Regions from separate parts of the Mus musculus genome. Here regions 2, 3 and 4 are each linked to region 1. The links are chromatin contacts, called in public Micro-C and promoter capture Hi-C maps. All regions are on one chromosome and are shown on one strand. The core of a region is the stretch at or near the end of the contact, and the rest is flanking DNA. Distances in the headings are between cores, read along the strand shown.

The links. Promoter capture Hi-C pulls out the DNA fragments that hold promoters and counts their contacts. Hi-C and Micro-C count contacts between places; a contact is called where the count stands out from the background.
Region 2: a promoter capture Hi-C map of liver shows a contact between it and region 1, with 2.2 times the contacts expected there. The contact joins the promoter of Foxp4 here to the promoter of Vegfa in region 1. A contact is called at or near these places in 2 of 39 promoter capture datasets (liver and pre-B cells) and 1 of 115 datasets of contacts at active chromatin or transcription factors (pancreatic cancer cells).
Region 3: a contact with region 1 is called in a Micro-C map of embryonic stem cells, with 5 times the contacts expected there. The contact joins the promoter of Guca1b here to the promoter of Vegfa in region 1.
Region 4: a promoter capture Hi-C map of embryonic stem cells shows a contact between it and region 1, with 3 times the contacts expected there. The contact joins the promoter of Runx2 here to the promoter of Vegfa in region 1. A contact is called at or near these places in 1 of 39 promoter capture datasets (embryonic stem cells) and 1 of 115 datasets of contacts at active chromatin or transcription factors (pancreatic cancer cells).

The regions. Positions count from the first base shown.
Region 1 is chr17:46,029,260-46,034,774 of GRCm38.p6, forward strand. It overlaps Vegfa (vascular endothelial growth factor A), which reads right to left and starts at 3,118. Exons shown (of 7, transcript NM_009505.4): 1 at 2,032-3,118. The coding sequence starts at 2,631.
Region 2 is chr17:47,922,051-47,927,565 of GRCm38.p6, forward strand. Foxp4 (forkhead box P4) reads right to left here and starts at 2,582. Exons shown (of 17, transcript NM_001110825.1): 1 at 2,156-2,582. Gm46601 (a long non-coding RNA gene) reads right to left here and starts at 4,789. Exons shown (of 3, transcript XR_003952247.1): 1 at 4,704-4,789; 2 at 3,869-3,983; 3 at 3,424-3,764.
Region 3 is chr17:47,382,049-47,387,563 of GRCm38.p6, forward strand. It overlaps Guca1b (guanylate cyclase activator 1B), which reads left to right and starts at 3,345. Exons shown (of 4, transcript NM_146079.1): 1 at 3,345-3,648. The coding sequence starts at 3,442.
Region 4 is chr17:44,734,577-44,740,091 of GRCm38.p6, forward strand. It overlaps Runx2 (runt related transcription factor 2), which reads right to left and starts at 2,072. Exons shown (of 7, transcript NM_001145920.2): 1 at 657-2,072. The coding sequence starts at 1,058. RefSeq lists a promoter at 1,827-5,515 and a cis regulatory region at 2,963-2,971.

The DNA.
Region 1 (5,515 bases), core at 1,868-4,367:
GAAGGTCACCAAGAAGGCCTTGTGGGCCTGACAGTGGAAGCAAGCCAAGGCTTCCAGGCAGGCCTTCCTGAGGGTCTCCTGTTGCCACCTTCCTCAACCAACCTGGACCTCCAACTGCCCCAGAAGGACCAACTCCCACCCTTGGTCTGTCTCTGTCCCCTAAGAGCAGTTCATCCAGGGACCCTCAGTCTTGCCACCAGGGCCAAGGTCAGAGGTGACCCTTCTCAAGAGATAGCTTCCCCATTCCAGCTGCCTCAGGTTGGCCCTGGATTCTGCACTGTAGGCCCTCACTACCCCCTCAATAGCCCCATGACATTCTCCTTATTCTTCTGTCTAGCCCCCCGTGGAGAAAGGGAACAGAAACTTTGAACCCCTTCCCAGATGGGGAGGTTCTAAGGCAGGGACTGGCCAGGTGTCCTTCTCTGGGGGCCTCTGAAGGTCACACTGTGGCCAAGCACTCCTATCCTCCTCCCCACATGGAGGCCCAGAACCAAGGCCTTTGTGCCAGGGTCTGGGGAACTCTGGATGGTGGCAGGGACACCTGCCCTTCTCCTTCCTTCTGCCTCCTTTCCAAGAAGGCTCTACAACTGAAGCTTCGTGGAAATAAGCATGAAAGGACCCTTTGGTAGGCAAGTTGGGTGGGCAAGTTCGCAGTTAAACCACCTGCTCTCTGGGCATCGGGCTTTGCCAGGACAAAGTGTGTGAGAGATACTGACTGACAAGGGATCCTGCCAAAGGTATGGGAAAGGGCTGGTTCCAGGCTGCCCCTGTCAGAGCAAATATCAAGTCATGTTTCCAAAGGGGGGGTGGGGGTGGGAAATGGGGTGATGTCAGTCCACCCTTCGTTGATCCACCCCCCCCCCCGCAAAAAAAAAAAAAAACCTGAAGCACAGCTGTGAGGGGAGGAGGGAGCACACCTTCACCAACTCAAAACTTAGGTCAGCGTTTCCACAAAGAACCCGAGGGTGGGCCTCAGCACCCCCACGCCTGACAGTCACCGTCCTTTTCCTGGACCCTGGGTCCAGGAAAGGTCCGATGAGTCTTCGCAAAGAAAAGGAAAATATAAAAGGGTGGGAAGGGCTTCTCTTTTTACACCAGGCAGGAAATGGGGAAAAGGGGGAAGGGGCGTCGGGAAATTCTTCCTAGCGCGAGGCACGGGTAGAAGTTGGGAACGGAGGAAAGAGGTATGGGAGTTTCTCCGGGTCCCGGAGCTGGGGATACCTCCAGAGGTCACCTTCCTCGCGGAGGGCCGGTGGGGGGAGGGGCGCCGCTCGTCGCCCGGGTCTCCGGGCTCCGGCAGCCGCGGCTCCGGGAACACGAGGCCGGCCAGGCCCGGGCTGATGTAATCGGCTCTGCGCCGCGCGCGCCCGGCCAGGCGGGGGAGGGCGGGCACCGCGCGGGACGCGAGCGGGGACGGGAGGGGGTGGCGCGGTGCAGGTGGCCCAACAAGCTAGAGCGGTGGGAGAGGGTCCCCGCAGCAATCCATCCTAAAACTTTCCCCAAACTCACTGCAAGGGCCTCAGAGACCCAAACGGCAGTGACAGCAAAGCCCCCTCGGTCGCCCGCGCCCTGCCCCCTCCACGATCTCTGCCCTCCCCGGGTCCAAGGTCCGAGCACCCCCAGGCATGCCCGCTGGGCTCCGGACTCCCGCCCCCTTTGCCCGGACTTCCAGTTCTCCGGGGACCCGCGACCCGGAGCAAACTTCTGCCGCCAGCCTCGGCACAAGCCCAGCCCCCTCAGCCTCCTCCTCTGGCTCCCGCCCTCCGCTGCTCGGCCCAGATCGTACGTGCGGTGACTCTGGTGGGTGGGCAGGGCCCGCGTGGGCGGCGAGACGATCCTGGCGCCCTCCCACCTAGCGCGCACCCCCTCCCCCTCCACGTACGACGACAGAGGGGGACGCCTCGCGCCCGGTGCCCAAGGACCCGCGTGGGGCACGAAGCCCCCCACGCGCGCGCTCGCACGCACGCACGTCCCCAAGCGGGAGAGGCGCTCGCCACGGCCCGGCGACAGCAGACGGGCACGACCGCTTACCTTGGCATGGTGGAGGTACAGCAGTAAAGCCAGGGTCCAGTGCACCCAAGAGAGCAGAAAGTTCATGGTTTCGGAGGCCCGTCCGGGGCCGGCGCGGCTCGCGCTCCCTCTCCGGCTCGGACTGCGAGGCAGCCCGCTCTCTTGCGCGCCTTGGCGGGCTCCTCTCCCTTCTGGAACCGAGGCCCGGGCCGGGGCCTGGGGCGCGCGCGCGGCTGGAGCACTGTCTGCGCACACGGCCGCCTCACCCGTCCATGAGCTCGGCTCCTGAGAGCCGAGCGCCCACTGCGGCCCCCTCTCCTCTTCCTTCTCTTCCTCCCCTCTCTTCTCGGGCCCCGGCTTCTCCAGGCCCGAGCTAGCACTTCTCCCAGCTCCGATCGGTTTGTCTCCTGCGGCGCAGACCACGGCTACTACGGAGCGAGAAGAGCCCAGAAGTTGGACGAAAAGTTTCCGTGCAATCCCGCGAGCCCCGACCCCCTCCACCCCGCCTCCGGGCGCGGGCTTCGGTTCCTCGCGGCTCGCCGCCGCGTCCACCGTCGGCAGCCCGCCGGCGAGGAGGTGGGCGCTGGGGCTGGGGGCGGTGTCTGTCTGTCTGTCCGTCAGCGCGACTGGTCCGATGCAAGATCCCAAGGGGGAGGGCTCACGCCGCGCTCTGGCGGTCACCCCCAAAAGCAGGTCAGTCACTTTGCCCCTGTCCCTCTCTCTGTTCGCTCGCCAGCGCGCTCTCTCTGACCGGTCTCTCTCTCTCTTCCTTGACTTCTCTCTGGAGCTCTTGATACCTCTTTCGTCTGCTGATTTCCACAATCCGAAGTGATTTGAGGGAGTGAAGAACCAACCTCCTCAAACCGTTGGCACGATTTAAGAGGGGAATAGGAAGCAAAAATAAATTAAAGCGTAAAACAATACAGTTTAAGAAAAAAAAATTAAGAGGTTTGAATATCAAATCCCAGAGCACAGACTCCCGGGCTGGTGAGTCCGCTGAATAGTCTGCCTTGTCGCTGCGTCTCGCGACAGAGCTCCGCTGCCGCCGCTCAGCTCGCCCCCAGTGCCGCGGCCTCGCTGCAGCTCGGCTGCCCCAAGCCTCTGCGCTTCTCACCGGTAACAGCGGTGGAAGAAAAAGAGGAAATCTAGCTCCACCCCCAAGCCCCGCCCAGACCCGCCCCGGGGAGCGGTCTGGTGGAGCCAGGCACCGCCTTTCGGGGAGCCCCTAGGCCACTACCGCGAAATGGAAAGCTAAACCCCTTACCAGGGTCCACGGCCTCAAAATTATCTGTGCACCCCTTCAAACTGGGCTCAGGAACACACTGGGAATCCCAGAGTATTGGGAATCAGGGGAGACAGGAGAGTGAGGTTATATGCGGACAGGGTCTAAGAACAATTCCCTTTCCCAGGAATATAGGAGAAAGTAGGGGTTGGAAGGCGGAGAGCTGGCAGGGACGTATGAGGATAGGGACAACTAGAGTGACCCCTGGCTTTCTCCCCCACCTCACAAACACACTACACACACACACACATGCATGCACGCACTCACATTGACACACGCGTCCTCCCTCACGCAGACTCGGCTCGCCCAAGTTCACGATCTCCCCGTGATGGCCGAGCGCCCCCTAGTGACTACATTATGCACACCCCAACTCTTGCTCAAATGGCACGGGTCTTGGAAAGGGGGTGAGAGTTGATTCTTGAGTGCGGCAGACTTTGAGCTCCCAAATAATTGCGTGTTTCTGACATACACACACACCCAAAAAGTTGCGTGTTTGACCTCGGAAGCATAACTCTAGGTTTATATGTGGGGAGGGGGTTACGGGGGGGGGGGAGTATGCTTATCTGAGCCCTTGTCTGATCTGCAGTCATCAGGAGCTAGGGCCCTGGGGTGAATGGGATCCTCTGGGAAGTTTCCAGAGAGGCTTCTCTGGAGAGAATTTGGCACCAAATTTGTGGCACTGAGAACGGGAAGTGGAGTTCTGGAGTTAGTCAGTGGCGGGGAGTGAGACGACCTGTGGAAACCCACGTATGCACTGTGTAGTCTGGCAGAGCCCTGAAGGAGAGACAGCTGGGCAGACAGAGGCCCTTGTTCCTCCTGATCTCTCTCTCTCACACACACACACACACACACACAGAGATGTTGCCAGGGAACTGAAGCCAGGGTGCCAATGGGGGCAGAAGCGGGCCAGGCCGGCATGGTGATTCAAACCTACCCTAGCATTCAGAAAGGTAGGTAGGCCAGCTGCCCAGCGCTGCCGCCAACCCTCGGAAGGGTGGGAGTAGAGGCTCCCTCAGTTCTAGCCTAGGCTTACGGTTCATCTTCTAAACAGAATTCAGGGGTGTACTCTGTCCTCCCATTCTCCCTAAAACCCTTGGCTATTTCTCTATGCTTGCACACTTAGCCCGTGTGGCTCTGTCCCCTCTCTTTCTACTAAGTCCCCTTCTCCATGTCCTCAGTGTCTTCCTTAAGAGCTCTCCAAAACCCCCACCTCTAACCCACCCTTGGATATAGGAACCAGCCTGGAAAAATTCCTGGTTGGGCTTTGGCCCAGCTGCTCCTAGGCTCCCCTGGGAACAAGAGGGGGCTCCGATACCTGTGGGAAGAGAGGGACCAACCAGTCCCAGCCCTCACCCAGATCTGCTGGACTTCTGAGAAAGAGAACTCAACAATCTTCCTATTGCCCCCCCCCCCAGTGTAATCCACTATCTCCATCCCTCTGCACACAGTACTGAAGCTGGGTGGGTGCTGGCACCTCTTGGGCACCCCAATTCCAATGGAGCAGTAGTATGAGGATCTTATGAGGAAGGGAGCTGGCTCCTCACGCTATCCCTTCCTGCCCATCATTACTAGTCCCGAGTCCCCTCCTGGATGGCTCTCTTGTAGCAGGGAAAGTAGTAGTTAGTAAATGTTTGCTGGTCCAGAGCCCTCCTGTGGGTTTCCTCACCTGATCCTGATCCCTGCTCTAAGCAACTAAGAGGAGTCAGAAAGGAAAGCCACCAAATGTCTCACGTGTCTGTCTCTAACCGCAAGAACACCAAATGTAGCTCCCTGTCAGGGGGCCCCTGTCTCTCATCGTGGCATAACAGAGGCTGTAGACACTGAAGGCTCCCAAAGCGCTGCCCTTCTCATCTCCACCTCCTCCAGCTGTGATTCTCAACCCTCAACCCTTTGGAGGGACTGTCCAACAACCCTTTCACAGGGGTCGCATATCAGATGGCCTGCATGTCAGAGAGTTACATTATGATCCATAATAGTAACAAAATTACAGTTATGAAGTAGCAACAAAAATATTTTTATGTTGCCTGTGGGGGGGGGCTGGGGGGGTCACCACAACATGAGGAACTGTACTAAAGGGTCTCAGCATTAGGAAGGCTGAGAACCACAGTTCTGTGGTCTTGGGAAAGGCCACGGGCCTACAGAAGAGGGACTCAGTAAAGGATTCTGAGGTTTGGAGCAAAATGAAGAGACTTTGAGGGGAATCAGCTCTTCTCGACTTCACGG
Region 2 (5,515 bases), core at 1,332-3,831, 1.9 Mb after region 1:
TGAACTGTCTCTCCAAGCTCCAGAGAACAGTCCCTGAATCACCCTAGCAAGGAAGAAGTTTCTCAAGTTTAAGGAGAGGGGAAAAAAAATTAAGAAAGAAAAAAGAAAAGAAAAAAGGAAAGAAAGAAGAAAAGCTTGCAGACTTCCTACAGCGGTTTTCCGCGGGGGCGGGTAGAGGTCGTCTGAGGCCGACCGCTCCCCTTCAGGAGCCTCCTCCTGGCTCCCCGGTTGAGATCAACCAGGGGCTTAAAATGCCGGTGCGGCGGGTACCTAGGCCATGGGGCCAACCCACTGAGATTCACGTGGGTGGGGATGGGAAGGGGGTGATGGAAGATTAAGCTTCGCCAGGAAGCGGCGGAACAGCGTGGACCACCCGTTCCTTTTTTCATGGGACACTCGGGCAAACCACAGCGACTGTCGCTGAAACTGCATTCTCTCTCCCGACCCTGAATTACAGACCCAACACCGTCGGTTGCCAATCTAGGCGGGTGCTCTGCAACCCGGGCAAAGACGCTTTAAATTCGAGGTTAAAAAAAATCCCGCATTAGTCAAAATTCTTCTGGGATTGCTCCGGAACCGCCAAACGATGGCTCGGAATCAGGTTTGTTCCTCCCGGCCCCCAAGTCCACTACCCAGCTCGGATCAGAGCGCCGCGGTCCGCCGGGTCCGGACCGGTGCAGGGGTGCACGCCACAAGCGCTGATCTCCAGATATCTGAAATCCCAGGTGCCAAGGAAGGGAACCTGGAAACCCACAGGGCAGTGTTGGCGCAAGAGGCCCAGGGTGCAAAGAAGAGGGGCACTGTCTGAGAGAAAGAAACCCCGCTGATATCCCCGACCTCCCAACCTACAGAGTCGCCGGATGCAATAGCAGAGTGTTCACGAGGTCGCTTCAGTTTCGGGGTGGGGTGGTGGGGGGTGGGGGGTGGGAGGAGGTCAATCTGTGATGGTTAGAGCCTTTGCCTCAGAATCCGCGTCCCACGAAATCACACGTTCCTTCACACAGGTGGCCACGGCCCCGGGTCTCCCAGGACACCTCACCACCGGGTGCCACCAGGTTCTCCTCCAGTGAAGCTCAAGAAGTACAAGTTTTACGGAGAAGCAAAGTGCAAGATTTGAGCGCCGCGGAGGATGGCCGCGGGCCAGAGGGACGCTGGGGAGACTGTCTCACGAGTCACCAGAGTCTTCAGTCTGGGGGAATGGACTCCACTGCTCACTCCGGCAGCTTCATCTCTGGTGGCCTTGGGCCCACTCTCCGTTACCTTATTCCCTCACTCTCAAACCTCACACTACCCCGCAGGAGCTCTGTCCGAATGAGGAGGGTATCCACTAGATTAGTTCCCCACCGATCAGCTCCGGCGCACGTAAATAAATAAATAAATAAATAAATAAATAAATCACAGGGGCCATTACCAGTCTCTCTCAAGTCCCCAAGAAGTTTTCCGCTTTATCTCAGATCTGATTAAGAGATGCGGGAGTGGGGGGGGAGGTTGACTAGTCTCAGCACTTTCGAAGTGTGACCTCCACAAACCAAGGCGATGAGGTGTTTGAGATTGTTGCCCCCCCCAACACACACACCAACACACACACACAGACTCAAGTCTTTCTGTTTGTCCTGGGGAGTCCCGTGCAGACTGGACTTGGGGGGATCCCAGTTCACCACTTCCCTTCCCGGCTCAGGAAAGTCCGGGCCGGGAAGTATTCTTTGTCTCACTCCGGGAGGGGGGGTCGCGCCCCCTAACACCCCATTCCCAGCAGCGAGGCCAGGAGGGGGCGGAGCCCAGATTCTTGGGGCAGGGCGGGCCTCAGTGGCTTCTCCAAGCCGCCCCCCCTCCGCCCCGGCCAGCTTCCCGCTGCCCCCCAGCCCCGCGCCTCAGCCCCCACCTGTTCCCCAGACAGCTCCGATCGGCTGGGGGCCCGGGCCGGGGGCAGGGTCTCTCAACTCACCAGGGTCAGTGCTCCGCGGCCGGCCCAGCTGGAACAAAGTGCTCCGGCCCGGGGCCGGGCTCCTCCGGCGGCCGACGCGCCTCGGGCGGGCAGTTTGCAAACACAAAGTGAGCCGGGGAGCAGGCGAGAGAGTGAGCGAGCTAGGGAGTTGGACGAGTCCCCGGCCCAGCCCCCACCCGGATCCCTGGGGTCCCTGAATCGGCCACCTACCTGTCCGGCCCGGCCGCTCAGTGCGGGCTCCGGCCCGTCAGCCCGCACGGGGCATGGGGCTCGCTCGGGTCGCAGCCCGGGCCCGCCGCCACTCGCCGGGGCTGCCCCTGCGCTCCGAAGCGATCTTTCTAGCGCCGATCGCCGCGCGCCTTAGCCCCTTGGGGGCATCGCACTTTGGAGGATGGCTTGGCTCTCTCCAGCTTCCGATCGTCCTTCCCCGGGCTCCGGCGACGCTCCTGAGCTCGCTCCGGCTCCGGGGCTCCGGGACCCCGGCGTCCCCGCCCCCGGCCCAGCCCTGGTTCCGGCCCGGGCTCCTCCCCGCCGCGCCGCGGCCGCCTGCGCCGCGCCCTGATCGCGTGTTGGGGGGCTCCGTCCCGGCAGCTGGTGGCACTGTCCGGTCCGTAGGGGCGACCGGCTCCGGACTCCGAGGGGCTGCGACTGAGCCCCGGCTGCGAGTGGCTGCGAGCGATCGGCGCGCGGGCGGGGCACACCGGGCGGGGGGACCGGAGGGGTGGAGGGAAGGAGGGAGCGCGCCGAGCGACAGGGAGGAGGGAGCGAACGAGCGAGCGGCGGAGGGAGGGGAGACTAACTTCTAGTGCTACCATAATTCGCCTAAAGCAGGTGCAGCCACTTTTCCCCCTGAGAGGCGGCCAGCGGCAAGCCGAAGAGGACCACGTGGACCAAACTTTGGGGAAGGAAAAAATGGGGACGTGGGGCTACCGATCTGCCAAAGTCGATAGGCCGTAGAGTTTCACAGTGGACTGGGGACCCATCCGATGGGAGGCTTTATTAACTCTGGCCTTTTCCTGGAACCTGGAGGTACGGCCAAGTCCTGCTGGCACACGGTTCACTGGTTTCGGGCGGGCTGCGCCTGGCGCGGGGAGTGGTCAGGACCCCCCCCCCCCCAGTCCGAAGCCGACGTCCAGCGCGGGCCCTGCCGCGCCTCCCTCTGACTCCCCACTGTGTGGGGGCTGGGGCTGGGGAGGCTCTTTCTGGGCTTTGTGAACAGTCTTTTCTCCCATCCCGGCGCGCACGCGCTGCCGCCTCGGTCTGCAAAGGGGAATTTCCTATAAAGTGCTGTGAGAACCGATGGAGAAAGGGCTTCAGGCTGGATCCACGCGGGCCAAGCACAGAGCAAAGTCGAGGCAATTATCTGAACAAATTAGATTGTAAACAAAACTTGGCGTCCCTGAATACCGCTTGTGCCCAGGGGGACCGTGAGGATGGGGGTGGGGGTGGGGTTGGGGACGCTGGTGTGTGTTTGGGTTGGGAGGGGGAAGTCCGGGCACGGAAAGGCCCAGGTTCCGAGGGGGAGGACTAAATTGGGTAGCAGGAGCCAGGCTCAGACTGGTGGAGAACTGAGAGAGAGAGAAAAAAAATCCTCCCACTCTCTACCCAAACATCTTCCCTTTCGGGTGTGTGAAGAGGTGAGGGGCACGCCTCAGGGACCCTCCGTGTTTGGCCCACCCTGCCCAGAGAAGTTATGGGTTGAGCACAGGAAGGCAGTGACTCTGGGAGACCCTGTTGGCTTCGGGTTACCTTGAGGCAGGTGACCAAGGGCAGGCAGACCCCATGGAGGATGAACTGGGTAAGGACTGGGCCTGGTTTCCTGGGGATAACATATTTTGGAGAAAACTCTTAAAAAAAAAAAAAACACAACAACAACAACAAAAACGGGTTTCTGAGATAACAGCTTAAGCAATTTCTGCTCACCTATTCTGCCCCTTTTCCGTGGGCCAGGAGCTGAAAGGTGGTAGTTACAACCCAGCTCTGAAGCATCTCTGTTTGCGCAAGTGGACAGACACAAAGAGGGCAAACATAGACCCTGCTGAAATTTGGAGACACACAGATGTCAAGCTGGATAGGGCTGCTGTGCAGCTTGTTTAGGTATTTGCGTTGCGGGATGCGTTGAGCAAATCGCCTCCGGAAGTGCTAAACACAAGCTCTCCCACCTAGCCACGCCCACAGCCCAGCTCTTTTATTTGGACTGCATGGTGACCGGTCCAGTAGAAATGAAACTCAAATGACAGTAGGTGTAGTGGCCAGCTCTTGGGTGGTAAGGGCAGAAGGTTCAGCAGTTCAAGGTCATCTTTAACGACAGATGGGGTTCCAGGCCAGCTTGGGCTACAAGAGGCCCGGTTTCAAAAATCCAAACCAGTGCTGGTCAGATTGCTCAATGGATAGAGACACCTATCAATTCCCTAAAGTTGGACCCTGGGACCCACATCTTGAAAGTATTCTCTTGGGCGGTTAAGAGCACTGGCTGCTCTTCCAGAGGTCCTGAGTTCAATTCCCAGCAACCACATGGCTCACAACCATCTGTAATGGGATCCGATGCCCTCTTCTGGTGTGTCTGAAGACAGCAACAGTGGACTCATAGAATAAATAAATAATTCTTAATAAAAAAAGAAAGTATTATCTGACTTCTGCGCATGCATGCACACACATAAAATAAATTGTTATTTTTTTTTTGTTTTTAAAACATCTTTTAATCCAAAACAAACAACCAAAGTCAAGGACTAGATAGTAGCTACCATGTCAATCTTACCTCCTGGCAGGTATGCTGGCTCTTGAATCTTCATGATTATTCCACAGGGAAGATCTTTTGTTAGCTCTGCTTTATCTAGGAGGAAACTGAGGCCAAAAGGACACTTGCCATGTCGAAGTTTACACCCTAGCTGGATGGAGCAGTTCCAACCGGAGCAGTTTGTCTCGGACAGGGTTTTATTCTGGAGCTCTTGAACCGGAGGGTCTTTGTATTGCCTTGTGTGGAGAGGCAGCTGAGTGGCATCATGGTGTACAGACAACCAGGGACCCTTGGGCTAGTGACCCTGCTCCAAAGTTTTCTTCCCATCTTGTCTACAACAGGGGCTAAGGGGAAAGTAGCAATGAGAGACTGACTAGGACAGAGAAGGCAGGTGTGCGCCGTCACAGAACTCTGCCCCCTTACTTTGCCACAACAGTTCCTTCCTTGCTCCCACAGGGCATGCTGGGAAAATAACTTTTGCTTTTTTTTTTCTTTCGTTTCAGTTTACCCCTCTACTCAGGCCTACTCAGTCCCCTGCGGGACTGTGGAATTTGCGAGTCAGAGTGGGAAGCCCAAGGGAGTCAGAAGACCCCATCTTGTCCTAATTGAGGCAATTCAGGGGAGAAAACAGACCTCTTGAAAGAAGGTAACAGAACAGACAATGTCTTGGTCACAGTAGCCAGTTCAGAGTCCTTTCTCTCAGTTTGTGTCAGTTTGGAGGGGTTCCCCCACAGGAATCCTGTCTTAGACAGGGTTTCTATTCCTGCACAAATATCATGACCAAGAAGCAAGTTGGGGAGGAAAGGGTTTATTCAGCTTACACTTTCCACATT
Region 3 (5,515 bases), core at 2,095-4,594, 1.4 Mb after region 1:
TAGGGCTCTCGGGGGTGCCCTGCTCCATGCTTAGCTCCATAAGCCCTTACTATTGTTACACACCTCAAGCAATGCTTCCCCACTATGGGTTCTTAATCCTCTTTAAAGCGATATATTTATGCCTCAGTAGGTCAGCGGTATTTATAGGGCAGGTTATGGGCAGCTGGCCCACTTGAAAACCCAACCGATTTGAGGTTTCTCGGTCAGAGACTACAAGTTGTGTTTCATTCATAGAATTCTCCCTTCCTCCTGGATACTGAAGATTGAACCCAGGACCCTCACACAGGCTAGGAAGAGCTCACTACCAAGTTAAGCCTCTCTCTCTCTCTCTCTCTCTCTCTCTCTCTCTCTCTCTCTCTCTCTCTCTCTCTCTCCAAAAGTTTCACTTAGGCCTCCAACATATACTTTTCTGTGCGTGCCTCCTAAGTGGCTGGGATTATCGACCTACATACAATTCTCTTCTTCTTACAATTACTTAAAAAATTTTTTTTATTTATGTATCTGAGTACACACTGTAATTGTGCAGATAGTTGTGAGCCTTCAAATGGTTGTTGGGAATTGAATTTAGGACTTCTACTCTCTCCAGTCAACCCCACTTGCTTCGGGGGTGGAGGGTTGTATAGCCCACAGGGAGGAGACAGCTTCAGTGAAGGCCAACCTGGCCAAGTGAGGATTACATAGAGAAAGAGAGACAGAGAGGACTGAGCCCCAGGGGAGAAGCACCCGGAGTGCTGAGCCTGCATCAGAAGAAGGAAATGAGCCAGATGACAAAGGAGAAGCACACGGAGCGACAGGTTGCAAGCACAATGGGTTGGGGGATCACTGGATTGATGGAATTAGTGTAAGTGAGTGAAGAAGAGGAGGCACGAGACAGACAGTCGAAGGAGCATGGGGGAGCCCCATGCTTTCACACTGCAGGGTGTTTGGGAGCCCTGCGGGCCTTTCTGGAACAGTGCTAGGCTCCACCGGAGCTTCCTGAGCCAGCTTACTGGGAGTGGACGCCTGAGAAGTTCCATGAGTAACAAATTCCCAGAGATGGCTGCTGTTGGGACCATGGGTGAATGGGGGAGGTGGCCACGCTCTTTAGAGCTAAGTGGGTAGAGGGCAGAAAGGTGGCTCAGTAGGCAAAAGGGCTGGTTGGCACAAACCTGGTGTTCTGAGCTCAGGCTGGCTGCAGTGGTATGTATCTGCTTTCCCGGCACTAGGAGATGGGAAGACAGGAGAGTCTTCTAGAAATTTGCAGGGATAGGAAACAGAACAGCAGAAATAAGAGAGACCCTAAGTCAACGAGGTAAAGGGAGCAGACAACTCCTGCAAATGCCCTCTGACCTCTACGTGCACACGCTGTGTACATGTGTGCCTGTACTCACACAGACCCAAAAGAATTAGCTAAGCAAACAAAAAACAACCGAGGAAGCCAAGGGCCCATGAGTTGGCATGGGCAGGGCCAGTCATTCACTTGGCAGTCATGGGAATGCTGCCTGAGTCAGGGACATCCCTGTTGAAGGACAGAGAGGGAAAAAAGTAAAACAGCAAGGCATGGCTTCAAAGGGACAGACATTTACATTCTTCCTCATTTTTACTTAGGTGTGTGTGTTTGATGGTATGTATATCAGGTGCCTGCAGAAGCCAGAAGAGGCATTGGAGCCCCCTGAAACTGGAATCACAGGCAGTTAGTTGTAAACTGTTCAGTGTGGTTAATGGGAACCCAACTCAGTCTCTTCAGAAGAGTAGAAAGGACTCTTAACTACTGAGCCATCTTCTCCAGCCTTGGGGCAGGTGGTTTGAGGAGGGACAGGGGCCATTGCAGACAACAGTGGGGCACAAGGAAAGCACCAGCCCAAACCTCAGGCCCAGAGAAATGTGGGACATGGGAGAAAACGTGTCTAGTCCTGGAAAGGATGACAGTGGAGGTAGAGGCCTTACCTGGAGACTAATGGTGAGATTCAAAGGAATCAGGGTGTCAGGTGACAAAGATCACTGAGCCATGAGGTCAGGCCAATTCCACAATGAGCATCCATCCCAAGGACAGGCTCACAAGTGTGCACTACTTCACACGGCTTAAAAACCAACATAGGTTCTAATGGGCTGGAGGTATTGCTCAGTGGTTAGGAGCTTGTTCTGCTCTTGTAGAGGACCTGAGTTCCGATATGAGCACACATGTTAGGTGGTTCACAACTGCCTGTGACTCCAGCTCCAAGAGATCTACCGCCCTCTTCTGGCCTCAGTGGGCACTGCACTCTCATGAGCACAACCCTCACCATACACACACACATACATTTTTAAAATAATAAAAACACATTTTTAAAAAAAATAAAATAAGCACAAATGTTGGAGAGATGGCTCAATAATTAAAAAAACACTTGTTCTTGCAGAGTACCCAGATTCAGTTTCCAGCACCCACATGGTGACTCACAATGAATTAACTCCAGTCTGGGGGACCTGACAACCTCTTCTGGCCTCTATGAGCACTGCACACATGTGATGCTACACACACACACACACACACACACACACACACACACTTCTTTACATAAAATAAAAATAAGATCTAGCCAAGCATGGTAGGAAACACCTTTAATCCCAGCACCCAGCATTTGAGAGTTAGAGACGACAGGTAGATCTCTGTGAGTTCAAGGCCTTTCTGGTCTACATAGTGAATTCAAGGCTAGCCAGAACTGCAACGTGAGAACCTGTCTCAAAAAATGAAATCTAAAAGATAGCATAAATATCTACTTTGGTTGTTTTTGTTATTGATGCGGTGGGAGTGGGAGTGTCCCCCTGTGTCAACAGGGCAACCCAGAGTGGTTTTGAACTCGAGACCCTTCTGCTTCTCCAGTGCTGGGATTATAGTCATGAGCAATGAATATGTACTTGATTCAGCATGTAATAACTATGTGCTTGGTCAACCTAGTGAATGTGTAACCGCTGCTTAAAGCAAGGTCATGTGGCCTTTAGTATCAGAGCCCTTGCAGACACTGTGGACCACTCTCCTGGGTCCTGCCCGCGGGTTAGTGCTCAGGAGTGGATGGGAGCAATCACGGAGAGAAGGGCTGGAGAGACGCATCTGTCCTTCAAGATTCAGGCATGGTCTGTAAGGGAGCTGCAGACACTGGTGGACCAAGAGCCCTGCCCCCACCCCACCCCATCCCCCAGGCTCTTACCCTCATAGCCTGCCTCTCACTGGACCTGTGGAGGGGCGAGGCAGAGGAAGCTTAGCTTTCTGGAGGTCAGACCTCCCCAGGAATCTCCTAATGGTCTTTACACCGCTAAGCTGCCCGGGGTCTGCCCCTCCCTTCTGGAGGTCCCTTCACAACCAATCAAGTTCAGTTTCCCCGAGACAGTGAAAGGGCTGCTCAGACCAAGGAGAGAGGAGCCTAAGGTCAGCGGAGGACTTGGAGGAGGTAGCGGGCCTGGCTGAGTCTCTTTCTAAAAGCCGGGATGGGGCAGCAGCTGAGCTGGGAAGAGGCGGAGGCGGCCGGGGAGATGGATGTGGCGGAGTTGCAGGAGTGGTACAAGAAGTTTGTCGTGGAGTGTCCCAGTGGGACGCTCTTCATGCACGAGTTCAAGCGCTTCTTCAAGGTCACGGGCAATGAGGAGGCCAGCCAGTATGTAGAGAGCATGTTCCGAGCCTTCGACAAGAATGGGGTAAGGAACCCAGCAGGGGAGGACCTGTGACCCACCCGTTCAGTGAGACTACAGTTCCGCTCAGCTGCCCTCCTCTCCATCCCTCCTGCCCCCACCCTCCCCGCCGCCCTCCATCATTCGTCCCTCCCTTCTTCTTACTGGCTCCTCACATCTTCCTGAGGGCCGAAGGTCACTGGCACACAGTCTGGGTTTTCTCTGGGCTTTTTAGGCCAAGGCTTTGCAGCAAAAGGACATGCTTTTACAAACCCGATAGAACCTCTGCTGCTCTCAGTACAAGGGAGAGAGAGATCCCAAAGCTCTCTTATCTCAGATCAAGAGCACCTTGCCAGGATCCTTCAGATGGCGGCTGCTCCGTTCTTCCCTCTGGGGGATGCTGGCAGGGGCTTCACTTGCCTGGGAGGAGAGTGGATAGTTGCAAAAGCACTTTCAAGTTTTTAAAAAATATATATGGAAGGGATAGCTGACAGTGTGTGTGTGTGTGTGTGTGTGTGTGTGTGTGTGTGTGTGTGTGTGTGTGTGTGTCTGTGAAGTTGTATAGGTACCCATGGAGGCCAGAAGGGGGCATCAGATACATCAGAGCTAGTTACACATATTTTCAAGCTACCCAATGTAGGGTGGGTGGGTTCCAAACACCAGTCCTCAGATAGACCAGTAAGTACTCTTAATTAACTACTGAGCCTTCTCCTCCATGCTTTAAGTCATGGGGAATTGCACAAATCAAATGCCTTCCAGTGGCACCGGCAGCCAAAAGGCACTGAATTACTTAATGCACAGATAATAATTGTGTGTGTGTGTGTGTGTGAGAGAGAGAGAGAGAGAGAGAGAGAGAGAGAGAGAGAGAGAGAGAGCATGCATCCTTCACGAATGGAGGGGTACACTTGTATGCATACGGAGACCAGAGATTGACCTCAGGTGTCAGTCCCTAGGGCGCAGCCAGCCTGTTTCTGTGACACCATCTCATTACCTAGAGCTCCAACCCCCTCCTGTGTCTATTCTCTCAGCACAGAGACAAACAGTAAGTAGGTGCCACTACAGACAGTGTTTGCAATGATTTTAAATCATATATAGGTGTGTGCATGTGCATGCAGTGCCTGAGGGGACCACAAGAGGGCAGTGTGGTTCCCATGAAACTGGGGTTTACAGGTGGTTATGAACTGCCCGCAGAGGTGCTGAGAAGAGAATTAAGCACCTGCCCTAACTGCTAAGCCTCCAGCCCTGCACCCCGCACCCCCACACCCAGCCTTTGATGTAGGAGCTAGGGAAGGAACTCAGGTCTTCACACTGGCATGGCCAGCGTCTAGTGGACGGAGCCACCTCCCCATTCCTAACTCATGGCAATGCCTTTGAGAAGCCCAGGTCCCTGTTCTCAGCGTCTCTCACTGTCTTCCCAAGTAGCTTGCTTCTCTCTTAATCCTAGGGCGTAAAATCTGTATTCAAATCTCTTAGACTTGAGCTTTGCTTCAGAGAAGTATTTTAATTCAGGGGCTGACGGCATGGCTGAGTGGTTAAGAGCACTTGCTGCCAGCACTCACATGATAGCTCATGACCATCTGTAATCCAGTTCCAGGGCATTCAGAGCCCACTTCTGACCTCCACAGGTACCAGGCACTCTTGTGGTACACATGTGTGCCGGCAAAACAGTTGCACACATAAAATAAAAAAATTAAAAAAAAAAAGAATTATATGGGAAAAAGGGCCTCATTTAAGAGTTTGTCTGGGCCAGTGTCCTGCAGTCCTTTTTATGGTATTGTGTTATGTTGAATTTTTCCCCTTCCCTTTCTCCCTCTTGCTCTGGGCCCATTCACGCCAGCCCCATAAGTTCTTTATTTGTTTCTCATTACGGATGGTTGTGATCCACCATGTGGTT
Region 4 (5,515 bases), core at 822-3,321, 1.3 Mb before region 1:
GTGCCGGCCGAGGAGGGCGCGAATGTCCCGTCTGTCCCCGCTCTCCCGCGTCCATCCCCAAGTTTACTGAGCACTCTCAACCTACGCTCCTCGATTGGCACCTCATCTCGCCCCAGGCGCAAGCGCCCTCCGGTGCTGGCACCCTGCAGGCAACCGGGCCAAGCCGGGGAGCAGCCGGGAGTGCCAAACGGCAACCAATCCGGGAAAGGGACACCTAGTTCGGGGTAGAGGCCTGCGTCTGCAAAGGGGAAAGCGGGAAGGAGCGCACAGAATCCCGGAGAGGAGAGGCCGGGATGCCCGTGTGGAGTGAGGAGACCCCGGGAGAAGGGGGCGGGAGGAAGCTTGCAGCTCACAGTGGGCGCCTCGGGGCGTCTGGGGGCCCAGGAGTCTCACAGCAGGGAAAGAGGCAAGAACCGCGCCTGGAAGACTGAAGGATGAAGAAGCAAGGGAACCTAGGCTTACATGGTAGTGGGCGCACAGGTGAGAAGGGGGATCTGCTCGCGGTGGCCGCTGCGGGGTATGTAGATCAGAGCCACCTCGGTCCCCTGAGTGGAGCCACCAAGGCTGGAGTCTTGGAGGACACCCATGGGCACCGAGACCACGGCGGGAAGGTTCCATGGGGCCGGGCCAGGATCTGGGGGTGACCAGTCTCTTACCTTGAAGGCCACGGGCAGGGTCTTGTTGCACCGCCAGTGCGAGGGCAGCACGGAGCACAGGAAGTTGGGACTGTCGGTGCGGACCAGTTCGGCCGGGTGGTCCGCGATGATCTCCACCATGGTGCGGTTGTCGTGCGGCGGCCTCAATCGGGGCACTGCGGCCGCCGCCGCTGCTGCCGCCGCCGCTGCCGCCGCTGCTGCTGCGGCCGCCTCCTGCTGCTGCTGCTGCTGCTGCTGTTGTTGCTGTTGCTGTTGTTGCTGCTGCTGTTGCTGCTGCTGCTGCTGCTGTTGCTGCTGCTGCGCAGCCACCACCGGGCTCACGTCGCTCATCTTGCCGGGCTGCAGGCTGCTGGAGGGGGGGCTGAAGCGCCGGCTGGTGCTCGGATCTACAGGAATACGCATCACAACAGCCACAAGTTAGCGAAGTGGCCGGGGGAGGGGGAGGAGGGTGGAAATGGGGGGCGAGGAGGAGGAAATCGAGGGGGTGGAGGCGAGACGGGGGCGGAAAGAGGATGGAGGTGACGGGACAGAGGAGGTGAGAAATCAAGTTCGAGGAAGCCGTGTGCCGGGCGGAGTCTGCTGGGGGCCGGCGACTGGAGACCGGACAGAGTCGGGGTAGCGGGTGGGGACACCCGAGAGGCGCGGATCTCCACCGGGAGGCTTGGGAGTCCCTGGCGGTGGCTGCAACGAGCGGGACGCGGGGGCGTGTTTGGCCCAGCCGCCGCAAGGGACTTGAAGTTAACAGCTTGCAGTAGGGGCCCCTTGGGGCACCGTGTCCTGGGTGCGCTGGCGCCCCGCTCCGGGTTCCAGTACGGTAGTGGAGCCCCGCAGGTTCAGCAGTCCATCTCGGCGGTGCGTGTGGCTCCTCGCTGTCCGCCACCGCCAAGCAGAGCGCGGCTGCCCAGCTCGCGGCGCCGTCGCTTGCCCGCGCCGCCTCCTCCGCCTCCTCCTCCGAGGCCGCTGCGCGCTCCCCGCGCCGGCAGCGCGCTCCGAGTCCTCCGGCCGCCGAGTCCTTCCTTTCCCCGGCTTCTCCTCTCGCCCTCTCCTTCGCCGCCGTCTAGCTCGCAGCCTCGTCTCTCCTGCTCTTTGCAAAGTGCCCCGGGCCCCCCTCGCGTTTCAAGGTGCCGGGAGGTAAGTGGGGGCGGGGGGAGAGCGGATCTCGGGGCGACAGATCTGGAGCCTGCGGATCGCAGCCGCTGCCGCCGCCCGCCGGCCGCTAGAAGCGCCGCTGCGCTCGCTCGGCGCCCGAAGCTGTAGGGAGGAGGTCCCCGCCTAGGACATCGCCGCCTGCGTCCTCGGCTCCCCACTTCACCCTCAGGACCGGGAACCACTTCTCGGTCTGACGACGCTAAAGCTGAGAAGCGGGAGAGCCTCAGGCTGCTCCGACTGGCGTTAATTTTTCGTTGTTAACTTCAGGAGAGGAGGAAGGGAAATTCTCAAGTCTCCACGTTGACTTCTGAGCACTCTTCACCCTGCCCCCAACCCCACCCCACATTGGTTGGGGCGGGGGGCAGGTTTTTACAGGCTTCGGGAGTGCCCCCCCTTAGGTGACACCAAAATGGGTGACAGGAGTGTTTGTCAAAATAGTTTTAGAAACTCTAACGGATGTCTGGACACTTTTCTTATATATTCCTTCTTGTCATTATTGGAGAATAAGGATGGGTTGCTTTTTTAATAAAAAGAACTAAAAAATGACAGCTTGGTAATTAAAATAAGTTGTAAGTTGATAAAATGCTTGCTGGGAAAGGGGGAATACACAGCGGTTATCCATTCATTTCCCAATCTTTTATTAAGTGTAGTCTTCGTCTCAGACTAAGTCTAGTGTCTAACTGTCTTTCTAGCCACTCCCCACTTTGGGGGGTTAAAAATAAAAAGTTTAAAAAAAAGTTCAGTAATTATTTATTTATGTTTTTGTTTCCCGGCGTTATGGGGGGAGGCGATTTTGGAATCCCCAAAAGATTGTGGTTGAGAGATGAAGGAGTGCGGGGAGCGGCAGCAGTTTTGTTTTTTTTTTGTTTGTTTTTTTTTTTTTTGTTTGTTTTTTTACCTAAAATGTGGTTTTTGGAGGCTGGGATTTCTAATGATTAGGTTTTTGTGGTTTATATAGACACGACTCAAACTGAGGCGATCATTATACTGATGGGAATCAGAAGCACGTGGGTGTCTCCGACCAGCCTCAAATTCTGAGCCTTCAAAACAAATCAAACAACGTGCGGCGGCGCCCACAGAAGCCGGGAAATCCGCCGGAGGCTGATACACCCCAAGAACCAGGCAGAAGCAATATCGGGCTGGCTCACCTCTCAGCGTGATGTTCTGTTATATGTCTTGCCTAACCTATTATTTTAAAACTTCCAACGCTTCCAAATAGAATCATTTTACCAAAATCCCCGGCGATTCGTAACAAGGTAGTTGACGCAACTGTGATTTGGTGAAATCAATGAAAAATTGGGAGTCGTCCCCTAGGAGGACTAAAGAAGAGGGCTAGCTGGGTAACATTTCTCACCATCCGTCTTATTTAAAGCTCTTCACGTAGCCATTAATTTGGGGCTTTTACTGCTGGGGTGCAAATGCCTTCCAAATTCAGCAAGGGACCTGTCATGACCCTCCCTAGCGCAGTTGCCACTCTCTGACCTTCCCTCCCCGCGCGCCCAGCAGGGCCCAGAAAAGGTACCCGGAGCGCGCAAAAGAGGTTGTTTGCGCCTCTTTGCAACTCGAGACTAGAAAATACAAAAAGTGGATCGCTGTGCTCAGATGGTCTGGGGACCCGTGCTCCTGTGCCTGAGAGGCGCTCTGGGGGTTGAGGAGTGGACAGAGTTGAGTGTGACTGCTTGCTCTCTCACAGGCTAGGGATGATACTGGGGAGCACTCCTGTGCCCTCCCCCTTTGAGTCACTGCTTCTGCCTCCCCTTTCTGCTTGCACCACTTACAACTATGCAAACCCCCCCCCCCCCCGCCGCCGCCGCCGCCGCCCACGTCCCATGTCGGTCTTTCCTTGTCTCTTGCTCTCTTTCCGGATTCTTCCACCAGTCCTCCCTCAGACTTGAGTCACCTCCCTGAGCCACTCAGTCTCCCTCTTCTTCCACTGCCCGCTCCTCTATGCCACTACCTGTGGCGCCCACATCTCCCACCCGACTTCCTCGTAGCTGGTGGCCTCTGTGTCCCTAGCGCTCACTCCCGATATACATTACAGGTGGAGCGAGTTACTGAGCTGTCTCCTAAGGGTGCTACTTTAAATATCTTTTTGATCACAGGGGAGAGCTCTAAGCCTGAATACTGCCTCACCGCGTGTGTGCGCTCCCTTGCACTAATCGCCCCAGCCATAGACGCCAGCCTAGAAAAGGAAGCCAGGCTTCCTAACCCATCTAAGAGAGAAACTGCACCCAAACTAACTTGTATCCTCGCAAATTCATAACCTGACGTCATGACTCAATTACATACCTACCCCTCCTGCCCTTAGTGGGACAGCTTTCTTTAGTGGCACAGCCCACAGAGATGGCTTGCTTTCATTGCCCCTCATTTTAAGTGTTGGGAACTGCAGAAGAGCAGAGAGTCCCCAGAAATCGATAGTGTCGATAGTGGGAGAGGGTATTTTGTTCTCCTCCCAGGAAACCCACAGAACAAGGGACTTCCACAAACTGACAGAACTGAGAAACGGCCCATGTTTCAAATAGGGGCTCCCAGAGTGGGGCTTTTTCCAACAAGAAACTCTACAGTCGTTTGAATATAAGAAATCCTATCTTGGGGACCTTTGCTTTCCCGCCATTGCTGTTTAGTTACCACCACTCCATGCTCCCCCTTTTTTACTTGATGCATAATGAGACATGCAGGCCTCAATGGTTGGGGATTTTAAGGGCAATTTAATCAATGGTGAGATTATTTATTTTAATTAATCATATCCGGTAATTCAGCTTTATAGCCTTGCTGGGCATCCTCCCTCCATTAAACATTTCAGTAGAACTAATGTAAGCAGCTCTTGGAAGTTCCCAGTCTTGGATCCCTTAAAATATCCTACAGTTATTTATAATGTGGAAATGAAATTTTCCACTGAATGCCCTACCAACGGCTCAGGTATCTGGATTTCAGTCTGCTTTCAAGAGCGCTCTTGCTCTCAGCTGGAACTGGCGTGGTCTTTGCTCTGAACATTAAACTTCAAGTAGGAAACATTTCCACAGCCCCTTCCCTCAAACTTCCCCTAGCAGTAAAAGCATAGGAAAAAAACGTGGGGGCTTTTGTGTATGCGTCCTTACTGCTGCCATGAAATGCTAAGTCTCTTAGATTTTTTTTTTCCTACGTGAAAATGTTCTAACCAAGGGCTGACTGAGAGTACAGCTCACTCAGTAAAGTGCTTACTGCAGGCACAGGAGGTCCTGAAGCCAGTGCCTAAGCCCCACTCACCCAGATATCAAAATAAGATGGTGTTTGAACCCTAGTGCTGGGAAGGCAAGCTAGGCTAATCCCTGGGACCTGCTGCCTAGACAGCCTAGCTGACTCAAGGGGCCCAGGCCAGTAAGAGCCTGCCTTAGAGGACAGGGTGGATTACATGTGAGGGATCACGCTAGAGGGTGACCTTTGGCCACTACAGGCATGCATCTACACACACACACACACACACACACACACACACACACACATCCTATACACATACACCCCAAACATACCCTATACTCACCCTACACATACACAAACCCCCTATATACATACCCTATGAATACACACCCTAAATACATTCCCTACGAATACACACCCTATATATACACATAACCTACACACCCCCTATACACACATACACACCTTACACACATCCTATATATACACCCTGCAACACATACACACACTTCTAAAAAAAAAAAAAAACACCC